Regions from separate parts of the Zea mays genome. Here regions 2, 3 and 4 are each linked to region 1. Evidence: chromatin contacts called from public Hi-C data. All regions are on one chromosome and are shown on one strand. Each heading gives the region's core, a stretch centred on a gene start, on an enhancer-like site or on the middle of the called end of the contact. The rest is flanking DNA. Distances are from core to core; before and after follow the strand shown.

Region 1 (3,290 bases), core at 548-3,047:
CCGTCCCGGCCCATCTGTACGGGCCGTGCCGGGGGCTTGACGGGCTAGAATTGAGGCCCGGCCCATATTGTTTTGTGTGGGACCGTGATTTGGACTTCTGTTTTCGTGTCGTGTACGTGCTGGCCCAAAAAGCTTGGTCCATATTCCTAGCACTACCTGGGAGGTCAGGGAAAGGAAGTATTTTAATTGGTGTTCCGAAAATATGAGGGCGTAGGAGATGTAGACGCGTGTTAGCTAACCGATCCGATGGTCGTCAGCTCATCATCATCACTGCTTCTGTTCGTTTTTGGGTTTGGGTCAACCTGTGCACGCATTGCATGTATATTGTTCGGTCCTTTTTTTTGTACATCGTTCTTTTTTTATGATTGCACGGAGAAGATGGAGCGATGGAGTAGCCATGGAGTAGTAGTCGGAATAATTGGACGGTTGATGATTGCACGCAACTACATACGTACTACACCGAGCAAGAAAGCCTATCTCTGCTGCTCATCATCCATCGATCGAGATCACAGGTCGGTCACACGCTTGCGTATCAATTTGGCGAATAATCGGGCCGTCATTTACGCCGCTCGATCGTCGGACAGATCCTTTCGCGATTTGTCAGCGCCTGTGAGCTCTGAACGTACCGAAACAACAACAATGGCAATGGCATGCATGGTCGAAGGAACTCAGCAGTTAGCAACGGCATGCATGGAGACATGGAGTTATGGGGCAGTAGCTGTAGCGCGCGGCGCGTACGTGTGCGACCTCCATGCATAACCTGGGATGCTGTGTATTCTTCCCGGCCGGCCGGTTCTGCCAGAAACGAATCAGAACTGGCCCTTGCCCTCGAAGCTCTGGCCGAAGGCCCAGCCGGGAGGGACGGCGCCATCGATTACGAGGGCGCGGCCGTCGCCGGCGACGACGCGGAACGACAGGCCCTGGCCGACGCTCCAGCTGCCGTCCCCGGTCGTCCACACCTGGCCCCAGCTGCGGGCCATGTCGGCCCAGTAGTACTGCCCCTGCCGCGCGCCGCCGCTGTCGTCGTCGTCCCGGCGGGCGGCGACGGCCCTGACTTCCCCGGCCCCCGCGACGTTGAACACCAGCACGGCCACCCACCACCGGTTGCCCCGCATCTCGAACCGCACGCCGCCGCGCCGGCCGCCGCACGCCACGCGGCGGTACCGCACGGGCACGATGCCCACGCGGAAGTCGGTGACCAGGCGCAGGAACATGGGCTTGGACAGGTCGAAGTGCCGCTGCGGCGGGTTGCACCAGTTCCCGCTCGGCTTGGAGTAGTTGGCGGGGCACAGGTTGGTCGCCGTCACCGTCACCGCCGATCCCGAAGCGCAGTACGCGCTGCCCTGGCAACGCACCTCGTAGCAGCCGCCGCAGGACCAGCCCTCGTTGAAGAGCGCCACGCTCAGCGCCGTCGTCTCCAGCCCGTACCCCTGCTGGAACAGGTCGCCGTAGCCGCACGCGCCCTCTGCATGCGTGCATGCATGCATGCAATATGCCAGCTGGACGTGATGAGATGAGGCGTGACCAGCAACAGAGATGGGAAGAGAGATTGCATATTTGTATAAATGCAGCAGATGGAGCCTTACGCATGGTCTCTGCTCCGGTTTCGTCGCCGTAGAACGTGGCGTGCGCGTCCTGCCACTGCTGCCAGTCGTCGCCGCCCGACGACAGCGCCGGAAGAAGCAGCAGCAGCAGCAGCGCCGCCACCGCCGCCGCAAAGCTAGACGGCGGCGGCGACGACGACGACGACGCACTAGTGTCCATGTGAGCCACTGACGTAACAAGCTAGTTTATTAGGTTCTGGACTGGTGGGTGTGTAGCGTGCAGCCGCGCGTGTGCTATATATGCATGGTTGGGATTGGGATTACCAGAGCGACGAGGCAGCAGCTATCTATGTATCTTTAGAGAGAGATAGAGAGAGAGGGAGAGAGCATGCGAGCTGCAGCCAATGGCGGTCGTCCTTTTACTAGGAAAAAAAATTGGACTCTGTGTTAACGACGAAATATACTGCAATTAATAAGTAGCAAGATTTTCGAATTCGCTAATTGCCAAACCGGCCGGGGGAAGATTTGGCATTAATGGCTGTCTATAATTAAATTTCAGTTTGGAAAGTATTTGTTGCTGGAGATTTCTATGGGCAACAGTATATTATTCTTCAATAATGGTGCCTATACGCATATGCAGGTCATAAAAAGTTTACGGATGTAAAAAGTTTCATAGTGTTATAGACGTTATGCTATTTCTTTGTTTATTTTATACAAACCAGGGATTGAAGGCTTTAAGAGACATACTTTAAAAGTTTACGGATCCGGATAACGCAACCCGACGAGTTTAATAATGTCCCGTATGTGCATGGTCAGATATATACAACACAGTTGTTATTCTATTTTGTAGTTGCAGATATTTGTAATTTTAGAAAAAAAATGTGTCTCATACTTTATGAGTATTGTTTTTTTGTAATAACATATATTATTCTGATGAGAACTAACGTGGTGCCTATGGTTAGCAGTGGTAAGATACATGGAAGTCAAGCACCAGACCAGACGTGTTCCGACGCCACTGTCTCATGCTAAAAAAAACAAAAGAAACCGAAACGATAAACAGAAGCAAGAGGCCCAGTACGATAAAGTATGGCCCTCGAAGCGAAGCCGAAGCCACTTTTACATCCACTGTCATAAGAATCGGATAGCCCAAGCACAAGAGAATAAAATGTTATGGGCCGAAGAGTAACAGCTAGATGGGCCAATTCATAAATGGAAGCCCAGTGAGGCAGATAAACCCTGGGAAGGCGGGAAACCCAACAAATCATCTGACGAACTAAAACCAGCGAAACAAACACGGACACGGTTGCTTCTGCAGCTGTGCAACTCATACGCATAGTAAAAACAATCCCCAATAAAAACACCATTTCAGTGAATCATGAAAATTGAATTTCTACATGTCACACCCGGGCTTTAACGAACAAAGCCGGGTGCATCTCATACATGCGTCAAGAAGACAAAACATATATAATAACAGAGTGTATAGAGATAAATGTCACAATAACATCAGCGTATTTATTACATAGCGGAAGTCTTATTACAAAATAAAAGATAAAATCTAAAACGAACTAAGGATCATCCTTCGCGCAAGTCAACTGGGAATCACCACCTAGATCAGATCAAACTCCTCGCTTTGTGGCTCCTCCTGAACCACCTGTTCTTCTCCTGTGGGGGTGTGAGACAGCAAGTGTGAGCTCACATATGATCATAGCTCAACAAGTTGTGGGGAACTAGTGGCATGAACTCACC
Region 2 (3,290 bases), core at 496-2,995, 300 kb after region 1:
GACAGAAGCACATGGCAGGTGAACCCAAGAAAGATGAACCACATCACCAGAGAAGAACAATACTAAAGGCTCGCTGCAGCACAGGCAGCCAAGCACACAAAAGGCAAAACAGAACAGAGCACACAGCTTTCCAGATTCCGCACGGAACAAATAGCCAAGCAGCAGCAAGATAAACTAGCACAAAGTGGCATCAAAATCTACCAAAGCAGCGGCCAAAAAGGATGGCTCATACTCGGGGGGCGGCAACGCCCATGCCTCTAGTACTGCCTACTGCGTGCGTGGTGGCGTATGCCACACCCCAACCTGTGCTCCCCGAGCCATCACGCTCATGACAAAACATCATCCGCTCTCGTGATCTCATCCTGTTGCCCAGGAGCACGCACGGACAGAACCCGGAATTAATCGTCACGGCTAGTGCGACGAGAAAGAAAATAACAAATTGGCATCAGAGATCGGTCAATCGATCGGTATCGGTAGGTAGGCTGCTAGCGGGAGAGGGAAAATTCCCAACTGGCTCGACTAGACTAGACACGACACGACACGGGGGGGGAGGAGGAAATGGATCGGGGACCTGGTGATCGATGTCGGAGACGTAGACGGTGCGGCGGATGATCTCGTCGCGCTGCGCCATGCTGGTGCGGCTGTTGGTCCGCCTCCTGGCGGGGTGACCGTGGCCGCTGAACCCTCCTCCGGCTCCGCCCTTCTTCTGCAGCGGAGCGGATCATCAGCTGGGAGACATCGGAAACGGAACCGACGCGAGCAGGACCGCAGGGGGGAGGGGGGCAGGCCAAAATCTGAAGGAGCGTCCGTACCCTGCCTCGTGCGGCGTGGGCGTCCGCGACGGCCGGGAAGCCGACGACGCCGCCGTGGCCCGGCGAGGCGACCGCGAAGCCGGCGCCGGCCGGGTAGAAGCCGTAGGCGGCGGGGGAGAGCGGCGCGGGCGTGAGGGCGGCGGGGGAGGCGAGGGACGGCGGGACGAACTCCTCGGCCATGGGGTTGAGCTTGGAGAGCAGGTCCTCCAGATCCCGCATCTCGCGCTCCCCGGCGTCGGCGCCAGCGCCCGCGCCCGCGCCCGGTGCCTCCTCCTGGAGCGGCGGCGCGGCGTGGTCGGCGGCGGCGGCCTCGACGACGGCCATCGGAGTCGGCCGGCCCGGGAGGAGGAGGAGAGTGGAGCGGGGCGGAGGTGAGGGGTCGGAGGGTTCTGGAAGGCCTTCTGTGGCGGGGTCGGACGCGACGAGGCGGGCGAATATATTGAGGCAGGAAGCAGCGGAGGTGGATCGGCGCAGGGGTGGCCGCAGCAGACCAGCCGGGAGTGGGGAAGGGGATGCTGCAGACTGCAGGGGTGGGTGGTGGGTCGTCGCGGGGATGGATGATGATGGTACCTACGCCGCTACGCGCGCATCGGCGGGTTGGTGGCGCGCCTGCGACAGCAGCAGCGGCAGAGCAGTCAGCAGAGCGGGGGGGCAGAGCCGACCGGAGCAGAGCTGCAGCAGGGGCCAGCCGGCAAGGGGAGGGGGGAGATGCGCGCCTGCGCTGCGCTGCGCTGCGCCTCTCTCTCCTCTTCTTCGGTCTCTCTCCCAGACAGGAAGAGCAGGCTCGCCCACCCTCCCGTTTGCCTTTTTTGGGCGCTGCCCCCTCCGGTACGGTGGCGATGCACTGGTGCCTGCTGCTTTTTTTTTCTTTCTCTCTCTCTCTCTCTCTCTCTCTCCCAGTCCCGTGGTGCGCCTGTTCCCTTCTGCTGCTTCGCCGGCCGCCCCCGGCGCCCTGCTGGCTCTTTAGCCAAAAGCCCCTCTCCTCCATGTCGCACAACGCCTTCCGAAAAAAAAAAAAAGTGGTGCGGTGTGGTGTATCAGAAAACGCAGCGCAGCGGGGCGTCCGTTGCGAAAACGAGATACCACAAGGGTCTTTGCACGAAATAAAAAGACGACGAGGAAGGTTGTTGCGTTCTGCTTCGGCCAAGTCTAGTAGTCTGACGGGCTCCATTCCTTTCTATCCATCGGCACAGTTTGTTGGCTGGTTGGCCTGGCCTGGCCCGCACGCCTTCATCCCGGCGGCCCAAAAGCCAGATGACGCTCTCCCGCGTCGTGTTCCCCGGACCCAAAGGATCGCCGAGGCAGTGGCAGGTTTCTGCTTTCGGTTGCTGCGCTGAACCCTGCCTACGAATACAGAAGAGCAAGTAGTAGTGCTGAAATAGCAGAAAGAACGGCTTTATCTTCGTACATCTATATGCCTGGCAGCTAAATGTAAACGTAATGGCCTTCCTCTGAGGATCAATCATGGAATATATTGTCAATCCAACAAAGGTTATAGGCTTATAGCTTGGTAGGTCCCATCGGTGGTTCAAATCCAAGATCGCATACAGAAGTCACGAAGGAGGTGTTTGGTTCTCCTCGCTCAAGTTTAGCTTATGTCACATTCCATGTTTACTGTCATTCTGTGTATTGGAAGATGATGGTTGTCTCACATAGTCTCTGAAAGAGGTCAACCAAACTTTGGTATGAGCTCAGGACGGACACAAGCGATGGGTTATGGCCACACCTCAGCTTTATAACCTCTTATACCTAAATTAAAATAAACAGGAACTAAATCTAACGAAAAGCATGTTTTGATCTAACTTTTTCTCCACACTCCACTGCTCAGTTCACTCCCACTTGACTCGTTTGATTCCATCCACTAGCACTAGCTCACTCGCGGCTTACTCACTCCTTCAATCATCGAGTGGTCGTTTAGTGAGTGACCTAACCCGCCCACTGCAAGCACCACCTTGTCTCCTTGTCAACTCGTCGTCTTATCAGGGTCCCACACGTAGCACTACTACTTTGCTTCCTAGTATGTGCCTGCGGGCAGTTATGCTGTCGATGGAATCCTTCCTTAGCAATGTCAATGTGGCATTGAGAGCACCTAGAGGAGGGTGAATAGGTGATCCTGTAAAAATCAAAAACTAATAGCTACAAAACTTGATTATGAAAGTTAGAACGGTTAAGTAGCTTGAAGTTAGTTCTTGTGAACACAGATAATCAAATAGAAAGCACACAAGAGACACGTGATTTTTATCCCGTGGTTCGGCCAAGTAGTACTTGCCTACTTTCACGTTGTGGCGTTCCAATGGATGAGAGTTGCACTCAACCCCTTTCAAGTGATTCAATGATCAACTTGAATACCACCGCTTTTCTTTTTTATCTCTTTTTCCCGTTTGCGAGGAATCTCCACAAGTTGGAGTCTCTCGCCCTTACAACAAAGATCTCAATGAAAGCACAAGAGTAAGGTTGGGAGCAACACACATAAAGCCG
Region 3 (3,290 bases), core at 362-2,861, 270 kb after region 1:
GATGGAAAGAATATGCAATGAAAGGAAATGAATTGCATGCATAGAAACAAAAAATCGCATTTAATGTTTTATTTCGTTCATAAATATAGGATCCCTCCAACAGCCATGCAGCTAAACGCATTAGAACTAGTTTATGATGTATACTGAAACAAATTATACTACACGGTGTAGGTATTTATGCAATTCCTTACACTGCGTAAAAAATCTAGCATGTTGTTCACTGGTGGACGCATCTCCGGGTGGAGCGTAAAAACTTTAAGTTTTGAGCATAAAATCTCTCAATTATAAGCGTAAATACCGAGTCAATTAAAGGTTGATAGCTTTAGTAGGTTGTTATTACGATCCTATTTTTATGACAGATCCGAAAAAACATGGCAGCCGCATGCATGCGGTTTCTATTTTTATACAGATCAAAAAATTATGGCAAAATCGTGGGAGTTTCCATTGCATGCGCGCAAATTACGAACAACATAAATCAAGGAATTGTCTTTCCAATGTGCATGCAGTAAACTGATATACGAACTCTGTGTTCAAGCATAAAATCGTATAGTTTTTAGCGTAAATAATACATGTGGTAGGCATAAAACACAATAATCGAAAAGAAAACTGCGTCGGATCGGAGGATGTCACGCGCGATCATCGATGCGCGCATCTTGCGCCTTCCGTGACGTCGCTCGCTCGAACATCGCGCCTCATGCGTCGCCGTCGCTCGCACGTCAACGGGCGTCGCTTGCTCGCCGGCCTTGGAAGTGCCGCCTCCTCGGGGCTTCGTGGACGCCGCCGCTTGCCCGCACAAGGGACCCGCTGTCGCTCGCCCTCTAGATCGGGGAACCGCCGCCACTACTCTGGATCGAGGAACCTCCGCCACCGCGCGTCGAGGTAATGGAGTTGCGACCACCGGCCTGGGAACCGCCGCCACCGCACAAGGGCATTGCTGTCGCTCGCCCTCTGGATCGGGGGCCGCCGCCGCCGGCCTGGGAACCGCCGCCACCGCATGTCGAGGTCGGGGAGCCGCGGCCACCGACCGAGGGTCCACCGCCGCGCGCGCTATCGGGCAACCGCCGTCGCTAATGAATCGAGATGAGGCGTGAAAAACTGATCCCTAGCTTTTATAGACGTCTGGACCTGGTCCGGCTCGACCGGATTGCACTGTCTAGCATGGGCTTCCTTTAGTTATTGGAAGCCAGGGCTCCTAATATACAATCTATATATATACACACACGCTCTAACCTCTTAGTTATTGGAAGCCAGGGCTCCTAATATATAATCTATATATACACACACGCTCTAACCTCTCTGTGGCAATTAAGCCCAGCAAATCCATATATACGTTCATCAGACCCCTGTTTTTTTTCAGAACACTTGGAAGCAGTAGCAAAATTTGAGTGCAAACAAGTTGAGGGGTTTCAGAATATTTGAGTACATATATAACCAACCTGTTGCTATCATTTCTGCATCGATGGATCCACGGGTAGGGACGGGAGATTTGATCAGCCATCGATCGGTGAAAGCTCAAAAGGGTGGAAAAGTGCGCGCACACACATATATTATGCAATTCCTTTCTGGTCCGCAGGAATGGCGTTCGTTGAGGTGCTTAATCAATGTCTCCCCAACTAACCGGGTCGCGTTATGTGATAATTGATTCCTTTGTGGCCATCACTGTCGCCATTAGTGCCTGTGTCTTCCAGAGAAGAAGAAGAAAAAAAAAGAACAGTTTAGTTAGCTCCAGCGCTTTCTCTCTCTCCGTGGGAATGGATATGACGTGCTCACATATGCAATCATTCATTTGTCTTTGATTTTTTTATTATTTATGTATTTGTTTGCTTATATATAGATGCATGGGCTCTTTCTAGAGGTTACCTATCCACGAGATGTCCTAGAAAAAAGTATAAACCTTATAAATTTTCACAATCATGAAGCATTTAGTTTGTTAGATTCTAATCATCCTCGCCAATAATAACTATTAGATCTATTATGTTTTATTAAAAAACTAACATGGGTATTTATGGAAAAACATAAAATAGCTCAAGAATTTTGCCTCTAAGTTAAATAATTTTAAAATAAGCCCTATGTTGGCATATAAAATAACATGGATTTGAAAGATATTTAGTTTGAAAAGGATAGATTTATGTAGTTCTTGTCAAGATAGAAAACAGGTTGGAAATACTCATCTCAATAAGAACATGATGAGCACTGGTAGGCCACTGAAATTGTTGCATATGGACTTATTTGGACCAACCACACACAAAAACATTGGTGGCAGCAAATATGGTTTTATTATAGTAGATGACTTCTCAAGATACACATTAGTTTTCTATCCCAGTAACATGAGTGAGGTCTTCAACATTTTTAAATCATTTATCAAGAGAAGTGAAAATTTGTTTGAGTTGAAAATCCAGAAAGTAAGGAGTGATAATGGAAGTCAGATTACAAACAAAAGAGTGGATGGGCTATGTGATACATGGGAATAAACATGAGTTTTTGGCTAAATACACTCCATAATCAAATGAACTTATCGAAAGGTATAATAGAAAAGTCATTGATATGGCAAGGTCACACTTAGTGAATACAATGTGATTGATGTTTTGGGCCCAAACTAATCAATAAGGCACGTCATGCTACCAATAGACTCTATTATCACCAGTTATTGATGAAGATACCAAATGAACTATTGATCAAAAGGAAGTCAAATATTGCTTATTGTAGAGTCTTTTATTGCAAATTCTACATTCTCAAGAAAGGCACAAGATTGAATAGAGATGACAATGGGTACCGGGACCTGACCTGATACCTAATGGGTATTTACTCAATTAGAGAATGTATATAGATTAAATGTTCTACCCATGGGTTTTTATTGGGCAAAAATCTTCACCCAATGGGTATGCGGGTATCAAATCATTATGTCCTAACCCATACCCATTGACACATAGGTATAAAATACCTTGTATTAACCCCATGGAAGATTGGATGATGCTGGAATTTTTGTAATGGTATTTAGATGGATATACTTAACATTTAGGGCTAGTTTGGCAACCCCATTTTCCCAAGGGAATTCTATTTTACCAAGGAAATTTAGTTCATTTTCCCTTGGAAAAATGAAAATCCCTTAGAAAAATGGGGTTCCCAAACTAGTCCTTAGATGGATGGATGTACTAGATATATATTTGGATTGATGGATGAATGGTATTAGGGCTCGGTTCAAAACCTACCGATTGTGTAATGCGTTATTTTGATAGATGTCCAAAATTTGTGGGTATGGGTGACCCGACAAGTGACTTTGACCCACATGG
Region 4 (3,290 bases), core at 462-2,961, 260 kb before region 1:
TGCAGTGTATAGCTTGAACTAGCTGGCTTCGATCGAATTATAAATGTTTGTTTCTTATTTTAACCCAAAAACCAATATTTAATAGACGATGAATGTTCAGAAGCTATATTCTACCAATGGCAGAGACGTTGAAACGTACGTACGTGTTCACTTGATTAATTAGTCATAGAAACGTACGTTGTCGTGTGGTCGTGTGTTCATTTGTCACGTACGCCTGGTCGATCTCTTGCCGTACGTACGCGTGTGACAAAAGTATCTAGTTTCATTTCTAAAAATTTAATTCGGCGTGCTTTTTCTAATTAGGCGTATACACGAATACATCTTGTATTATATCTCAAAGGTTAAAATACAAAAAAAATCCCTTTGGCTTCTAGCTACACCTAAACAATATAAACATTTTTATATCTGAAGTGAACATTCACGCATGCCATTCCAACTATCTCGAAGGCACTGCTCAAATTTATGGAAATGTCTCATATGCAACCCGGTGTAACCGTGACTAAGACACAACCATAGAGGTGAGAGGACCTTTTTAAAAATAATTTTTTTTCAAAAATAAATAAATTTCCCACCTCTCTGCATTTTTCTAAAAAAAAGACTTTTCGCCTTCATATCTATGTCTTAGTTGTACGGTTGCATCAACAACTCAACTCGGATTGTCCCTGTTACGTTGTCCAAATTTATAGGCCAGCGTTGAAGTTGTCTTAGCAGAATCGTAGAAGTTCCCTTCCCCTCTCATTTCCTATAGCCAGGTGCTTCCTACCTGTAGCAGGCAGTTCTCTCCTGCTTTTTGCCCGGACCAGTCAGCCACTATACTTACATGATGACACATACAAATACATACACATATCTACTATGTGGAGAAGTTACGTGAGAGAGTACTGATCTGATAGTCTTTTTCTCTTTGTGTATATATTTACATAACTACACAACCTGTGTGATGTGATCTCTTGCTAGCTAGCTTCTCTCTAGAGATGTACATAAAGCCCGCGGCCCCGTAGCCCTCTTTCTTTGTCCGATACTAGTCCGGCTCAACCTGGTTTCCTACGTGCTTGTGTCGGCCCGACACAAAGGGACAGGGCGGGCCCATGCATAGTAGTGAGCCTGTTGGGCCGACCCGGCACGACCCGCTTTTAATGGTCGACCCACTTCTCGTTCGTTATATATAAAATCCTAATTAACAACTAATTGCACAAAAGACTCATTTAAGTTGCCCGACCTATTTAGCGGCCTGACCTAGCGTCGTACCTGGCTAGCCATGTTTAGATGTGAGCCCGCGGGCCTTCAAGACCCGACCCGATTTTCTAACCGTGACTGGTGGACTATGTACGTACTTACTGGGTCAGGCTTCACCGGGACCGTGTCGAGCCGGGCCTGGAAGCCCGTTTGTACATCTCTACTTCTCTCTGCCTGTGTATATATACATGTAGAGGTTGCTTAGCTAAAAGTAACAGCCATTAATACCTGCACATATCAATAGGACGACGACACTGCCGATCCTCATCGTCAATTGGCGTGCTGTCTAATTTGAGTTTTAATTAGGCATATAGTCTTCTCCGTCTCTCTTTGCCCGGCCCTCCTTCACCACCACCAGTAGCAGCGCACCACCACTTGCAAGCAGCAGTCAATCTCATTCGCCCGTCCAAGAGCGAGCTAGAGAGGAGAATACCGCACCGCACAACCGTATAGGCCGGCCGGCCGTCCGGCCATCCGTCCACTTGTGTACATGTCTAGCTAGGTGGGTCTCCATCCATCGATCTGTGTCGTCTCTGTGTGTGGCGTGTGGGTGTAGTTAGGGCTGGTGGTCTTGTACTACCTAGTCGACCTCTTCTTCTTTCTCCCCTCCTCCTGACCTCCTCCTCCTCCTGCGTGCTATAAAGAAGCTAGGCTGCGTGGACGGGAGGGTAATGACACGAGCAGCAGCATCAGGCCGCCGTCGACCGAGCTCGAGCATGGGGGGAGCATCCGGAGGCGACCAGCAGCCGCAGCAGCACGGCGGCGCCGACGACGCAGACGATGGGCACCTGCAGCAAGCAAGCGGAGGCGACATGGTGATGCCCGGGTTCCGGTTCCACCCCACGGAGGAAGAGCTCATCGACTTCTACCTCCGCCGTAGGGTGGAGGGCAAGCGCTTCAACATCGAGCTCATCAACCTCGTCGACCTCTACCGTTACGACCCATGGGATCTCCCTGGTAATTAACCACACAAGCATAGCAAGCAAGCAAGCAGCATGTGAACGACTGCTACCAGTAGACCAGCACCAGCATCAGCTAGCTATAGCGAGCTCCTCTCTCCTTCTGCCAATAAAGGAGTAATAGTAGCCAAGGGGATCTGGCATATATGCATGATTTCATGCATGTGATCCGCCGACCGCCTTTATAATTTTCTGCTGCTCTTCTTTTCATCTCATGTGAGCCTTAGCTTTATATTTTATAGCCTGCCTGCTTTATTTTCCATGAACGCATGCGATGATGGGGTTTTTTTTTGGTTCGCTTTTTAGTTGTGTGCATGTGTCTGTCTACTAGCTACTCCATGGATATAGATGGACGCTCATCGTCATCTCATGCTCACCGCCGCACACGTACGTACTGCAGCTCTGGCCTCCATTGGGGACAAGGAGTGGTACTTCTACGTGCCGAGAGACCGCAAGTACCGCAACGGCGACCGCCCCAACCGGGTGACGCCGTCGGGCTACTGGAAGGCCACGGGGGCCGACCGGACGGTGTACGTCGAGGTCAAGCGGCCGATCGGGCTCAAGAAGACGCTGGTATTCTACGTGGGGAAGGCGCCCAAGGGACTTAGGAGCAGCTGGATCATGAACGAGTATCGCCTTCCTTCCGGCGAGGCTGACCGCTACCAAAAGGTAGGAATTAAAACCTGTCGTTTATTAGCTTAGCTTTTAATTTTCCGTGCATGCATCTGCTAACAAGCAGTATATATAAATAAAGATGATTTCTTTTTTGAGAAATTTTAACTCTATTTGTTTCCCTTAATTCTATCTTTCCTTTCGGCGATGGATATGATCCTCTCGCTCTGCATAGCTGCTTCAGTTCTCTTATCTGCCGTTTCCCTCAATTATTGATTTGAGTCGTTTTTCTTTTTAGTTCTTTGAGAGAGATGTTGGCGCAAAGCTAGCACACAAAGTTTGAAAGATGCCTCTACTCTACTGCTTAAAATCCCCCCACTTTCCAGAGACGACGAAGTTTTAATTCTGAAACGAAGAATTCCCCACTTTTGGCGGACTAGCTTGGGGTTCTAGTTTTTTTTTTATGATTCCTAGCTTCTGTTC

What was found. Hi-C and Micro-C count contacts between places; a contact is called where the count stands out from the background.
Region 2: a contact with region 1 is called in a Hi-C map of leaf, with 8 times the contacts expected there. The contact joins the promoter of LOC100283708 here to the promoter of LOC103630843 in region 1. A contact is called at or near these places in 6 of 25 Hi-C or Micro-C datasets (bundle sheath, ear, endosperm and 2 more).
Region 3: a contact with region 1 is called in a Hi-C map of leaf, with 4 times the contacts expected there. The contact joins the enhancer-like site here to the promoter of LOC103630843 in region 1. A contact is called at or near these places in 2 of 25 Hi-C or Micro-C datasets (ear and leaf).
Region 4: a Hi-C map of bundle sheath shows a contact between it and region 1, with 2.2 times the contacts expected there. The contact joins the promoter of LOC103628970 here to the promoter of LOC103630843 in region 1. A contact is called at or near these places in 2 of 25 Hi-C or Micro-C datasets (bundle sheath and ear).

The regions. Positions count from the first base shown.
Region 1 is chr6:9,429,940-9,433,229 of Zm-B73-REFERENCE-NAM-5.0, forward strand. It overlaps LOC103630843 (expansin-A6), which reads right to left and starts at 1,798. Exons shown (of 2, transcript XM_008651895.3): 1 at 1,587-1,798; 2 at 418-1,465. The coding sequence starts at 1,764. The coding sequence ends at 810.
Region 2 is chr6:9,730,035-9,733,324 of Zm-B73-REFERENCE-NAM-5.0, forward strand. It overlaps LOC100283708 (CID11), which reads right to left and starts at 1,746. Exons shown (of 10, transcript NM_001156607.2): 1 at 813-1,746; 2 at 572-706. The coding sequence starts at 1,136.
Region 3 is chr6:9,700,205-9,703,494 of Zm-B73-REFERENCE-NAM-5.0, forward strand. No RefSeq gene overlaps it. Among protein-coding and RNA genes, the nearest start is that of LOC100283708, 30 kb to the right of the region's middle. Within about 2 kb of position 1,612, at least 2 of the 20 cell types and tissues checked have an H3K27ac peak or open chromatin away from gene starts, as enhancers often do. A contact at or near this core is called in leaf, where this site is marked.
Region 4 is chr6:9,167,867-9,171,156 of Zm-B73-REFERENCE-NAM-5.0, forward strand. It overlaps LOC103628970 (NAC domain-containing protein 35), which reads left to right and starts at 1,712. Exons shown (of 3, transcript XM_008650167.3): 1 at 1,712-2,193; 2 at 2,596-2,864. The coding sequence starts at 1,908.